2 separate regions of the Drosophila melanogaster genome follow, and region 1 is linked to region 2. A link is a contact called in public Hi-C data. All regions are on one chromosome and are shown on one strand. The core of a region is the stretch at or near the end of the contact, and the rest is flanking DNA. Distances in the headings are between cores, read along the strand shown. Region 1 holds the start of fh (frataxin). Region 2 holds the start of Snx27 (Sorting nexin 27).

What was found. A called contact is a pair of places that touch in the nucleus more often than the background predicts.
Region 1: a Hi-C map of the Kc167 cell line shows a contact between it and region 2, with 4 times the contacts expected there. The contact joins the promoter of fh here to the promoter of Snx27 in region 2. A contact is called at or near these places in 5 of 107 Hi-C or Micro-C datasets (the Kc167 cell line, brain, embryo and 1 more).

What each region holds. Positions count from the first base shown.
Region 1 is chrX:9,143,873-9,150,715 of dm6, reverse strand. fh (frataxin) reads left to right here and starts at 1,645. Exons shown (of 2, transcript NM_078539.3): 1 at 1,645-2,021; 2 at 2,091-2,636. The coding sequence starts at 1,704. The coding sequence ends at 2,345. It overlaps CG7065, which reads right to left. Exons shown (of 3, transcript NM_132301.4): 2 at 5,769-6,843; 3 at 2,822-4,708. The coding sequence ends at 3,093. Bap111 (Brahma associated protein 111kD) reads right to left here and starts at 1,407. Exons shown (of 1, transcript NM_132302.4): 1 at 1-1,407. The coding sequence starts at 1,293.
Region 2 is chrX:5,733,241-5,739,736 of dm6, reverse strand. It overlaps Snx27 (Sorting nexin 27), which reads left to right and starts at 1,706. Exons shown (of 6, transcript NM_167045.3): 1 at 1,706-2,638. The coding sequence starts at 2,313. It overlaps IntS6 (Integrator 6), which reads left to right. Exons shown (of 2, transcript NM_132025.3): 2 at 1-1,074. It overlaps CG15773, which reads right to left. Exons shown (of 2, transcript NM_132023.2): 1 at 6,023-6,496; 2 at 5,123-5,823. The coding sequence ends at 5,342.

The sequences.
Region 1 (6,843 bases), core at 396-2,895, 3.4 Mb before region 2:
TGGCTCAATGTCCATGGGCTCGGGATCCGTTTTGCTGGCAGTTTCGTGCACGTGCACCGCTGGCGCCGGCGTAGGCGTTGAACTCGGTGTGGGATTGAGTGTAGCGGGCTTCACAGCCGGCGGTGTCTCCTTGGGCGGAGCTGCTGGCGCTGGTACCGCCGACGCCGGCTCTTGGCCAGCGGGTGTGGCAGCGGGCTGACCTGGCTGCGTTGGCGGCTTCACTGCCTCCTCGCTCCTCGTCACTGGAGCGGCGGCAGCTGTAGCGGCAGCTGCAGCAGGATTCGCTGCGCTATTCGCATTCGCATTCGGTTCATCCAATCGCTGGCGATCGCGCTTGATGTCCTCGTACATGCGAAGCACCATCTTCTGGAAAGTTTCCTCGTCGACCGCCGGCTTGCAGTGGCGCTTTAGCTCCTCCTGGAAGGCTTCGCTGGACTCCACCATGCGCTGCTTCTTGGCCTCGAACTTCTCCTCCATCTGCTGCAGTTCCGCCTCAAGTTTGGTCTGGTGCATCGTCAACGAGCTGACCTGCCGCTTGAGCACCTGCATCCGCGTGGTGGTCACCACTGAACGCACATCTGGTACAACGGCCTCCGAGAATATCTCGTTAATCAGGCGATGGTTGTGCAGATAGCGGGCGTAGGCCAAGTGCTTGGTCGTATACCCTTCGTCCTGGTCATCCTCGTCCTCCGCCGGCTGAATGTCGATGCGTCGCTCATGCTGCGACTTACTGCCGCCACCGCGTGACGGTGTCTCATGCATATCCACGTCGGTCTTCACCTTGCTCTTGGCCGACATGTAGGCCTGATAGGCGGGCGTCTGGTGGTAGGCCTTTAGCGATTTCTCGTACTCCAGCTTCTCCGCCTCGTATTCGTCAATGAACTCCGTCTTCTCATCCTCGGGCAGCAACTTCCACATGGCACCGATCTTCTTACCCAGCTCCCACAGCTTCAGCTCTGGATGCTTCGCCTTGACGCTATCCCAGACGCGTTTCGAATACCGCATGTAGGGCAAAATGGGCTTCTCCGGCGGCTTTGGTGGCTTGGGTAGCCTTGATTCGTTCTGGTTCTTGCTGCTCGACGACTTGGTTACCTTCTGTGGCGTGAATGCCGGATTCCCATAGTTGCTGTGCGTGAAGATGGGCGTCTGATCCTTGTTGCGATCGCCACCACCTCCGCCGCCGGATGAACGCGACCGGCTGCCGCCGCCGGAGCCACCGCCGCCGCCCTGGAGTGGTGTGGCCGATCCCTGGCCGCCAACGGCTATCTGCTTGTAGTTGCTTGGCAGGGCCATCTTTGTGCAATTCGCTGGTCAAATTTGTATGGATTTTCCAAGAGAAATAACAATTTTCAGACAGACGCCATTTTCTGTCGGCGTTGGTGGAGGTGTGGCCGTATCTGATTCTAAGAAAAATCATATAAGCCGGGAATTGGTATATATAGCGGAATATATATGATAAGGAAATAGTAACTGCTAGAGAATATACAAAATTTTAGTTACCTAAAACTAGCAGAACACTTTAGCTGAATTGCTGCTACTAATAAAAAAAATCTGTAACTTCTCATTTTTATTCAGCTTTATAGAAATCAAAAATTATACCACACTAGAATCTAGAAAATACCAACGGCAAATCATTTTCCATTAAGTTGGCAGCCCCGCAACTGGGATTTGTAAAATATAAACAAATCGTAAACAACTAAAAAATGTTTGCCGGTCGTTTGATGGTCCGTTCGATCGTTGGTCGGGCATGCTTGGCCACCATGGGCAGGTGGTCAAAGCCCCAAGCACACGCCAGCCAAGTGATCCTGCCCAGCACACCAGCGATAGCCGCAGTTGCTATTCAATGCGAGGAATTCACTGCCAACCGGCGATTGTTTAGCAGTCAAATTGAGACGGAATCCACATTGGACGGCGCCACCTACGAGCGTGTGTGCTCCGACACCCTGGACGCACTGTGCGACTACTTCGAGGAGCTGACGGAGAACGCCTCCGAGCTGCAGGGCACGGATGTGGCTTACAGCGTAGGTGACATTCGGCTATTACATCATTCCATTGACCTGCTAATCCTCGCGGGGTTTCCGCTTCCACAGGATGGCGTGCTAACCGTGAACCTGGGAGGACAACACGGCACCTATGTGATCAACCGGCAGACGCCCAACAAGCAGATCTGGCTCAGTTCGCCCACCAGCGGTCCCAAGCGATACGATTTCGTCGGCACTGTGGCGGCGGGCAGATGGATCTACAAGCACAGTGGTCAGTCGCTGCACGAACTGTTGCAGCAGGAGATACCCGGCATACTGAAGTCACAGTCCGTGGACTTCCTACGCCTGCCCTACTGTAGTTAATTCCGTGATTAGTTTAAATTCTCCTCCATAAAAAGTCGGTTGAAACGTTCGATTTTGATATATTTATTGTTCTTCATCTGTTGGCACAGTGGTCACTCGATATACATGGAACTGCTGCTGCTGCGGATGAGCAAAGGTATATACTTATACTTCCCTGGAGCTGTGAAGCTTAGCTTCTGGTATAAATGCTTTGCATTCGCTTATTCATTTATGTACGATTAGTTTTGGTTTCGAAGTTTAAATTTGTTGTTTTTGAGAGGAATAAACTTAAAAATCAGTTGTTTAATGTATAAATCAAATAATAATAATCAAATCACCATTGAAGAACATCATATGTAGCTATACATATTTTATTTTATTTTATTATTTGTCACTTGTACGTTCCATTTCGTTTATTTTTATTTCAATACACAGAATTCAGAACTCAAAGCTCCCCCAGCTAATAATTCCAAACGAAAGTCGATTAAAGTTGATTTCCGGAATTATTGTGTATGTTTATTCACGTGCTCTTCAGATTTATGTTTTCTGAATTCTATTGTTGTTCGGTGTTTTATAAACAAATGAAGGTAGTGATTATTTTCTTTTCTTTTTTTTGGCAGCAGCACACATGTATGGTAAAAAAAAAAATAATAAAAATCACTTGCCAGCTAGCAGATACACGGGCACTTCAAAGGGCGTTATTCTCGTTTCTACATTACGTTTAAATTGCATAACGTTAATAGTATGGATATCTAAGTCTACGACACTCTAGTGACGTCCACCGAACATGTTGTTAAAGTGCGGCTGCTGCTGCTGCTGCTGCTGCTGGGCACCCATAAAGTTCTGGGGCATCTGGTTGAAGGGCGGCTGTGGCGGCACATTGCTGGCCCACGGATTAGGGGGCGGACCCACGTAGCCACCTGGACCTGGTGGCACCATGCCGCCGTAGTTCTGCTGCACGCCATTGCCCGCAAACGGATGATAGCCGCCGTAGCCCTGCTGATTTGGATAGTGATTGGCATTCGGTCCGCCGCTCAAGCCGCTCATCAGTGGCTGTGCCTCCTGGCCAAAGTTGCGGCCATGCTGCTGCTGCTGCTGCTGCTGCTGCTGTTGCCCTGGATAGCCCGCATTGGAATAGCCCGCTCCGGGCTGCTTTTGGCCAAGATTTTGGCCTGGATTCTGACCCAAATTCGGTGCATTCTGCGCATTTGGCGCTCCATGCTGCTGGTTCATCATATAGTTGCGATTGCCACCCACGGGTGAACCTCCAGAAGTGCCATTCTTGCTTAAAGTGCCCATTAGATTGGCTATGATGTTCTCGGTGTCTTTTAGCGAAATCTTGGTCGCTGCTGCTGGCTTGAAAGTGAGCGCATTTGGCGATGATTCAACGCCTATAATGGGCGGCACTCCTGGCTTATTGTGTACACCAGCACCAACGACACCACCACCACCACCAGCACTAGCACTTCCATTCGAATCGCAGGCCTTCATCACCAAATCATCAAAGTTGTAATCATCATCTTCCTCGTCATCGTCATCGAGCATGATACTGGGCGTGTTCCGGCCGCGTCTCTGCTTATTGATGGGCATACTGGACATATCACGATCCAAATTGGGGCGCTGAGCGCTCAGCATGGAGTGACCCACTTTCGGAGCCGTGGCACTGGCGGAGCTGGCGGCCATGGCGGAGGAGGTTCTACCACCCATAACCGAAGCCTTGAACTTGGTAGCCGGTTTCGCCTTGCTAGCCCCACCAATTTTCACCACGCGCGCCAGGAAATCACTGCAGGACTCGCCATCGCCTCGGAGCTCCACCAGATTCACATACTTGCGCAGACGATCGACGCGCGACGGATCCTGTACCTCCAACTTGCGCAGATGGCCAATGAGATGAACCTGCTCCTCGTTCGACAAAAACTTAAAGTTCTGGAGTAGGGTCTGGAGATCTGAATCTGTTAGCGATTCCAAGCCAGTGCTGCCACCGACTGTATCGGCGGCTTGTACCTTGGCCGGTGCTCCCGTAGGTTTATTCACAATATCGACGGACTCCTTGTGCAGCTGATGCTCCACCTCCTTCATCAGCTCGTCCAGATCGATGCCCATGTCATCGGGCGACGGATTATTTTGCAGTCCGAGCTTTACCTTTATCTCCTCGAATTTCAGGCCGTTGTTGTTGTCCAGCTGGCGCCGCTGTTTGTCCGTCTTCATCAGCAGCGTTAGCATGTGTAGCAAGTTGTTCATATCGCCGGTGGACACATTATTGTAGCCGTTGAGTACCAAAGCATTGGCCAATTTGGGCGCCACCAAATTGCGATCGAAGGGCAGCTGTATGGGCGCCGGATTGGCATTTGCCTTAACCTTGACATCGACGGCATCGTTGGTACCTAGAGATCATCCGGTTACGGGTGGTTTGGGGAGGGAACAACACAAAGAAATCAATCAGTTAGGATTAACAGGTGAGAGTGTGTTTCTGTTTCAGATCCCGGCAGATGGAGGATCGTTATCGCACGAAGCTACGCAAATTACATTTATACTTATGGATGGTGTGGATGGCGATTGGACAGCTCACGGTTGGTTTCTTTACACTTGATTCACACACCCAGCAAAAATAAGGGAAAGCTTACCGAAAAACGATTAGGAACGATATCACCAGCGATTCGACCAAAGAGTCTATCCAAATATACGATATAATTACTATATTATCATAAATACAACATAGAAGGAAGACCTTATGACCATTTATGTTTCTCATTGCAAGCAGGTCTTTTTAATATCAATTTAACCCTTTTTGAACCCAAAGTAAAGGTCTTAAAAATAGGTTTCTTAAATTCGAAAAATCCTACGAATTGCAGAGACAAGACCAGCAATTCAGAACACGCTTTATATATATATATGTATACTTATAATATTGTTTAAAATGGTAATAAAACACAGCGCTATTTTGTATTATTTCAAAAATACTCGCTCAGAAGATTTCGTTTATGTTTTAGTGAGAAAGAAGAAATGTGAAATGAGATTGTGATCCCAATTCATACAACAGCCAAAGTCAAAGATTCTTTATTTCATAAGGTGCTAAACTTAAAACGTAACTAAATGTTTAACCGCAGAGTTTAGTAGACTAAAGTGGGGAGTATCTAATGTACATATGTATATATTTCTTTATCACCAGCACATAAAAAAGGTTCCTTTCGAAAAAGGAGAATAGAAATATTTCGAATGAAGAATCTAAAGGTATTCCACCGAATGGCACAAAACTCACAATAAACTCTGCAACTTTGCATAAAAAGCCGTTGAAAACGCGCGAAAAACGAACGATTGTTCCGATGGGTAACCCTTTTTTTGATTTGATTTGTTTGGTTTACTTACCTCCTGATTTCTAACCGCGACCGCGAAAAAGAGCGAGAGAGACGGATACGGATTGAGCGGGTTTGGTGGTGGACTTACCTTTGAAGGTCGCCTGATAGATGATTTCGGCTATGTTCGTGATTAGTTTCTTGATCACGCGCACCTTTTGCGGATCGTCCAGTACCTCGGCAATGAGAATGCCCTTAAGCTTCTCCTTTGTGGTCTCGAGGAACACACAGTTGTCTTCGTTTCGCAGCAAATCTTCAGCTGCATTTGGCTTTACCAACTCCATGGCCAGTGCCTTGCTAAGCAAATTGAGCGCCTTGGGTCCCAGGCTGCCCAGATGCTCCTCGACGGCGGACAGCATGCGCAAGACACTAACGACAGTCAGTGGTCCCTCCTCAATGGGCTCCGATGCCTCCTTCTCCTTCTCCTTGTTGGACGAAGCGGTGGGCGAAATCGAGCTCGTCTTGGTCACTTTGTACTCGGGATATACGCGGGAATCCAGCACGCGGAACGTCTCCACAGACTCATAGCCGCGCGATGATCGAGCATAGCCCTCGTTGCGGTGATAGTACTCGGAAGAGCGTTCGCGCTCACGCTGCAAACTGTGACGACCACCGAAATCCCTGGACGACGAGCCGCGCTCTTTGGATGCTGGTTCACGACCACGACCGCGGCCACGATAGTGGGCCGGCGAGCGAGACCGGTGTCGCATGCTGCGCGAACGCGAGCGCGTAGATCCTCGATTATAGCTGCGACGCGGCGAACGACTGCGTGAGCGACGCACGGCACGACGTCCGCCGCGCTTGGGGGACAACGAACGAGAGATGGAGCGGCGTTTGTGGGAGTGACGACTACGAGATGGAGGACTATCAACATCATCATCGCTGATATCGATGACGGCGTCGGGTAGTTTGCTTGTCGCAACAATCGGACGATTGTTGCGAAAATTCGGCTTCGTTTTGCGACAATTGTCGGAATTGGTGGTGGCAGGCGCTCTACGCGGACTGGCCACACGGATCTTGTAGCGCTCCATTAGCTCCAAGGTCTTCTCTTCGTCCTCGTCGCCCAGCTTGAACTTCTCTTTGAGATCTTTCTTTATTTTATTCACCGCAATGTCGAACAGTACGATGCGACGATCTTTCCAGTAGCTAATCCACTCCGGCTTATA
Region 2 (6,496 bases), core at 457-2,956:
AAATAATTGCCAGGACAGGTAGCCCACAGGATCTGGATGGGGATCAACGCATACCAAACAAGCAACAATAATATTAACAACAAAACCAACAAGCAGCCACAATTCTAAATGAGAGAAAACACCACATTTTTAGGGCAAGCTAGCTACATGTAATTATAACATATATATAAATAAATACTTAAGCTAGCCGTTAGTTAGCAATAGAATATAAAGTATAAAGCGAAGGGATTTTGTAGCAGCCGTTTCAGTTGTAGTTTTTTTTTTACTTAGTATAAATATGTAAGCGTAAATTAAAATTTACTCTTGAGCTTAGGAATAATTTTAAATAGACTTAGATAAATTAAGATAAATCTAAGTGTAGTGTATGTGTATAAAAAAAAAGGGAAAAGTTTAGGAAAAGCTTGAGCTTAATGAGCCCCACACGTTTTAGCCAATTTTTTGTTGGACCTGTTTCAAGAACACTTTGCTTTGATTTTAGCCAAAACGAATAGAGAACGTAAAAAACAAAAGCGATGACCCTTCAAAAACAGATATATATGTGTATGTTTATATACATATATGTATATAGAGGATATTACATAAATCGGGTCAGCGTTTTATTATTAAAAAGAATTGTATTACCTTGTATTTCCTTGAATCCTCCAATATATTATTTGCTATTATGTTATGTTTATTTTATAAAATATTTATGCGAATTGTAATGTGAGCATAGCCTGTAGAAAGGCAGACAAAACGATAAGCGAAAACGTACAGTTTGTTATATACATATAGAAAAACAAGAAAAAAGTAATACATTTTTGCACTATTTTTTTACGTGTATGTTTGTATGCATGGCCTGTGAGTAATTGAGATATAACAAAAACGAAAAACACAAAGAGAAAACGTTTACTAGTAGTTAGGCGGCGGGCAGTGTTTTAGAACTGCTTCATTATTAAATAATGATGTACAATTTAGAGTCTGCGTATTTAACAAATTTCATAAGACAACCACCACAACAGAATCAACAGAGCAGCAGCAAAGCAAACTGAAATCAATACGAAATCAAACGAAAATAAAAAGAGGAGCATTGCATTCAAGTTTCATGTGTTGGGTGGAAATATCTAGGGTACATCGCAAAAACCATATATTTTCTCATAAGGCATACCCTTTCAGCTTCCCTCCACTCCCCCTGCCCATACAAAAGCGTCGGCGACCATGCCCCATGTATGAATGATCCCTTCTCGCGGTCGCAGTCGCTCCTCCAAAGCCTTTTACTTTTACCCATTGCATCATTTAAGACCATCTAATTTGGGGGATATAAGTTAACGTCTTTGGCTTTGGAACGTTTTAGAACAAGTTTTTCTTAGCTTTTAATGAAAGACTATTTATCAAACATTTTAATATTATTTTATTGTAATTATTTGCATTATCATTAAATTTTCCTCGATTTAATTGATGCAAATATGCGTTGCACGAATTTTTTGAATTAAAATTGTACCGTTAAATTTTCGAATTTGCATTCGGTATTATGTCGAGTGGGTTTGAAAAATAACGGATTAAAATACCGTATGGTATTTTTAAATCACAAAATATCACAAAAATACTAAAAAGTGGCTGCTCATATTTGCGTTCGTCACGCTCGCGGCCGACGATAGTAGTGTTGCACAGCACCGATAGCTATCGATTAACGGCCAGCTGATCTGCTCTCCCGATGGCTCAGTCGTAATCGGTCCGCCAGTGCGATAGGACGCCAGCGATACATCGACTGGCAGTTACTGCGATACACTCAATGTTATCGGAAGTCTGCGCTACGAGTATCAACACAGAGAACAGACCAACTAACGGAACAAAAATGCGCAGCGCGAAAATAAAATAAGGAGCGAAAACACAGGCGTGTGTTAAATAAAATAAGCCACATAAATAATAAATTTTTTTTCGGTGTGTGCGCGTGTATGTGTGTGCGAACGAAAGAGCAGCCAGAGGAGTTTCGGTGGAGCGCAGTTCACAGCGGTGAAGCGGATTGAGGGAGGAGCGTAAAAAGTAAAAGTGGCGGTGCCTGTCTCTATACGTGTGTGTGTGTGTTGTGCTGTGTGTGTGCCGAAAAGAAGTTGCAGAAAACATTACGCAAAATAAAAGAGCGAAATAACCATAACACAACAAAAGATATTGTGCAAACAACACAGCGCTGCTGTGAGTCGGAAAGCAGGAACGTCGGAAAGGGGCAGCAGCAGCAGCAGTAGCGTAGGAGGAGGAGGAGGTGGAGAGGGGTGTGCGGTGGAGGCAGAAGAGCAGCCATCACCACTGAGTGCGAGCGAGAGCGAACGACCGGCGCAATGAGCATCGTTGGCGAAAACCATCCCCTCCCAACCCCAACCCCCGCCAGCGCCGTAGTCACCGCATCATCGGGCGGCGGTGGGGGCGGCGCGGTCGTCATGGGCGTCGGCGTAGGCGTGACCACAGCGAATGGACCCCGTGTCGTCACCATTTACAAAACGGAAACGGGCTTCGGCTTCAATGTGCGCGGCCAAGTTTCCGAGGGGGGTCAACTGCGCTCGATCAACGGCGAGCTGTACGCCCCCCTTCAGCACGTGAGCGCCGTCCTTGAGAATGGGGCGGCCGAGAAGGCGGGCATCAAGAAGGGCGATCGCATCCTGGAAGTGTAAGTACCACCCACGTTACATAGACTAGTTTTCATATTTTGGGAGCTCAAAGAGCTGATATCACACTACTATCAGATGTATCATCGAAATTGAGTTTAAAACTATTCAATGAACCATTAAACTCGCCTCAGTAATTGCATTCTAAAACTAGTTTTCATCCCCAAAGTGCGACGTACTTACCTTTAATTGCCTTCAACTTCATAAAGTCCTTAGAATCATTATAAGCGAGTTGAAAACCTGCCTTTGACCACTTCGTCTATTTGCAACTAAAGGCATGTGCTAATTGTCACTAATTGGGAAAATGTGCACAAGTTACTTGCTGTTAAACACGTTTAACTAATGCCTACCTCTTATTAAATTATAGCTTGAATTTTAGTTTTCGAAACACGAGGAAGTTTATTTTGGCACCGAGTGGGAAAAGAAAACCTCACAGAGTTTGTAAATATTCAAAAGGCAATCTGAAGAGTGAGCTCTTTAAGCTTATGGCTCATGGTGTTGGTATTTTTTTGGGGGGTGCCCAGGGGTTAAGTAAGCGAAGTTAACCCCACGAAGAGCTTGCATGTGCGACCTCTGACCCCGCCCACTTTTTTTTATTGGTCGTTCTTTCTGCTGGAGTAGTGGGCGTGTTGAAGTTGGAGTTGGAAGTGGAGGTGAATTCGTAGTGGGTCAGAAATGCCCGGGAATATCAATAAACACTGCTACCTGCTTGGTGTTTGGTGGTTGTTGTTGGATTTATCCACACATTTCAGGGGGTTGCTACCGCGTTAATTGGGTTAAAAAAGCGAGAAAGCCCCAAAAGAATATGAGCTATATTGGTCATCCATATCATATACATATGTACATATCTTATAATTCATATACATATATTATTAAAACAAAATAAGTGTGTACGATTAGATAATGGCGCGATTTCTGCAAACTTAGTATTTCATTTTGGTTATGAAATGATATTGGGGCTTATCGTTTTCTCGGAATTCCTGTTCAAATAACACTGAAATAAGGAACTACATATGTATGATGATGGAGAAATATGAGTCAGTGGAACGTGTTGATAAGGAAACCGCATTTATCAATTACTTTTTCGCTTGATGAATGAAAATGTTTTCGTTACGAAAATGGATGTTTAATGGAGGCTATCGCATTTCTGTTTGCCATTTTCCCCTTTTAATTTGAACTAAAGGTGCTCTTTTATTATTCCTCCTTTTTCTGCTATGTTTTCTTGAATGGCATAATATTATGACACACCGCACCAACACACACACACACTGGACTCACACTCGTTCCAACACAATTGCATGCAGGCTAATTAAAATGCTCACTTATATTTCTTTTTTCTCGCATTGTGTTGTTTCTTTCACTCCGCTGCTCGTTGCCTCTACTTTGTGTCCCTGTCTGGCGAAGCTTTTGTTTAGCATCTTTTGACATTTTAGTTTCGATACCCGTTATCAGTGAATATCTCATGTTCCTCTCTTCCCTGTCCTTCCTCTCGCTTTTTCCCTTTCTTCTCTTTGAGGCTGTCCATCAATCATTTTATTTCATTTCATTACTCAAGTACAGTGGGCTTTCGATAGAGTGCATGAATGTTGTTTCAATTTAAAATGTATAATATTATATGCTAAAAGTTGCCCTGCAATCTTTAACAAGACTTAATTACGAGATAACTATTACAATTTTCATTACTACTGATCTTAAAGTGACATGGTGTTCACTGTACTTCGTTACTCTTGTAGTTTCATTTTGTTTTCATAGTGGGTGCGGTTTCGCTCTCCCTTTCCAGCGCACAGCACAGCATACGGTATGCTTTCGATGCGAAATTCAATTAATAAATTTTACCAAAGTTTCGTCGCACTGGAGAGCGCCCAGCAACTTAATTATCATTGTCACCTTCCCTCGTCGGTAACGGAAAATTCGCAAATTTTCCACACTTTTCCAATGCAAATAGAATGAGTGACGTGGATGAAAGCAGCGAAGGGTGGTGGAGAGGAGGGGATGGGGCTGACTATTATGCGGCTTGTTGTTGCTATTTGCAGTGCCCATCATTTCATTATCAGTGAAAATAACAACAACAACGACGTCCGTTATAATTCGGCTGCGCGTGAGCTAACAAAAGCAGAAGCAAAGCACAAGCAAAGCAAAAGCAAAAACAACAAGAAAGCACAAACTGCAGAGGGCAAGCGAAATGCAAAAATCAGAAAGCAAAAGCAAACAAATTTGCATTTAGTTTCCGCCTTGCGAACCAGTTTTCAACTGGAATCAAGCGCTTAAATTCCGCTAATATATTTGTGCTCACTTTACGGGATATTTAATAACATAAACTTGGTGAAATTGATTAATATTATGAATATATTTGGATCGAAACTTGGTTCAAGCTCCTAAATTTCTAAAACATGCTATAATACACAGTATGTAAACAGTAAACGTAAAAAAACTCTTAAATGGAAACAATTTTAAAATGAATGATCTATGAAACGCAATATGTAATCCTTGTTTATGGAATCTGTACTTTCAATGAGCAGCAGTCAGTGCGCCCGTTTAATAATCCGTAGCTTGTTTATTCCGAGTTCTTTTGTTTGCTCGATTTTGCGGGGGCGTTTCGCTCGCTTCACTACCTCCGGCCAAACACATCCGCCCCCTGGCCACGCCCATTAATCAGTTATCAACGCTACGTTCGTCGACCACCCACCCATGTAATGGGTGCTTATTTATCGGATTTTCCTGGACCACCAGTACTGCAGCAGTGACCACCAGCTAGGCGGCAACTGCTGATCCATAGCCACTTCGATTTGCGTCTGCCGCCAGAGAGTGGGTGCATCGTTGCACAGACTTCCGTTGCAGCGGACACAGTACGGATCATTGGCGGAACACTCCGGCACCTGACCCTCGCATCCGCGCACCGTGTAGATACCGTCCAGTCGGCTGACCACCGTGCTAACGCACAGTTCCGTGGGGCTAGAGCAATTGCTGGTCGTCATCGTTGTGGGCAGATCCATGGCCGCACAGTCCGAATCCTGGTCCTGGGCATTGCAACGGTAACAGCTACGGACGGAGTAGCGATTGCAGCCATCCGCATCGCGGCACAATTGGCAACTTTCGCCCAGAGCAGCGGGTGCAAAATCCGCATCCGCACAGCCACGTCGCAGAAAGGTATTTGGGATTATAAAAGGGAAATGGGTTACAAGGGTATCTCAAGCGTTGATATCCGTAAAAAAATGAAACTAAGTAGTTATCAATTAAGAAACTTAACCAAGAATGAAAGCCAATTCAACTGAAATTCCCGGAAGAGATGCATTGCTTAACAAATTTTATTTCCAAATGAATAACTGACAGTTTGAGTGGGTACTTAAGGGGCCGTTCCTGGTCGAGATTCCCCCACTCACCCTAACCTTGCTCGCAGGAATAGCAGGCCGTGGTGCCTGCTGCGCACTTTTCCGTTGGTAAATTGCGGCCAGCACGGCAGCCAGGATTCGCGGTGGAGTTGCACGCGGCGCAGACAATGTCCTGGCAATCGGCATTGCAGAATTCGCCGTGGCACTCGGTTAGCTCGCCGGTGGGATAGAATCCCATGGCGGTGGAGCAGCCCCTCTGAAGGACCTCCGTCTGGGTGTTGCGGTAGCTAAAGCAGTTCTCCCTGTGCCCGTACATCACCTTGTTGACGCAGTGCGTCACAGTTGAGTTGCTCAACGAGCACTTGGGCTGGTCCTCCGCCACCGCCGCCGGTGGATCCTGGTCCCGCAGGCAGTCCGGATTGGGGGCCAATCGATTATGGGTGCACTGAAGGCAGCGCAATTCCGTGACGGTCTTCTCCGCATTGCAACCATTATAATTGCACTTAAGGCAGACGTGCGGACAGGTTGTCG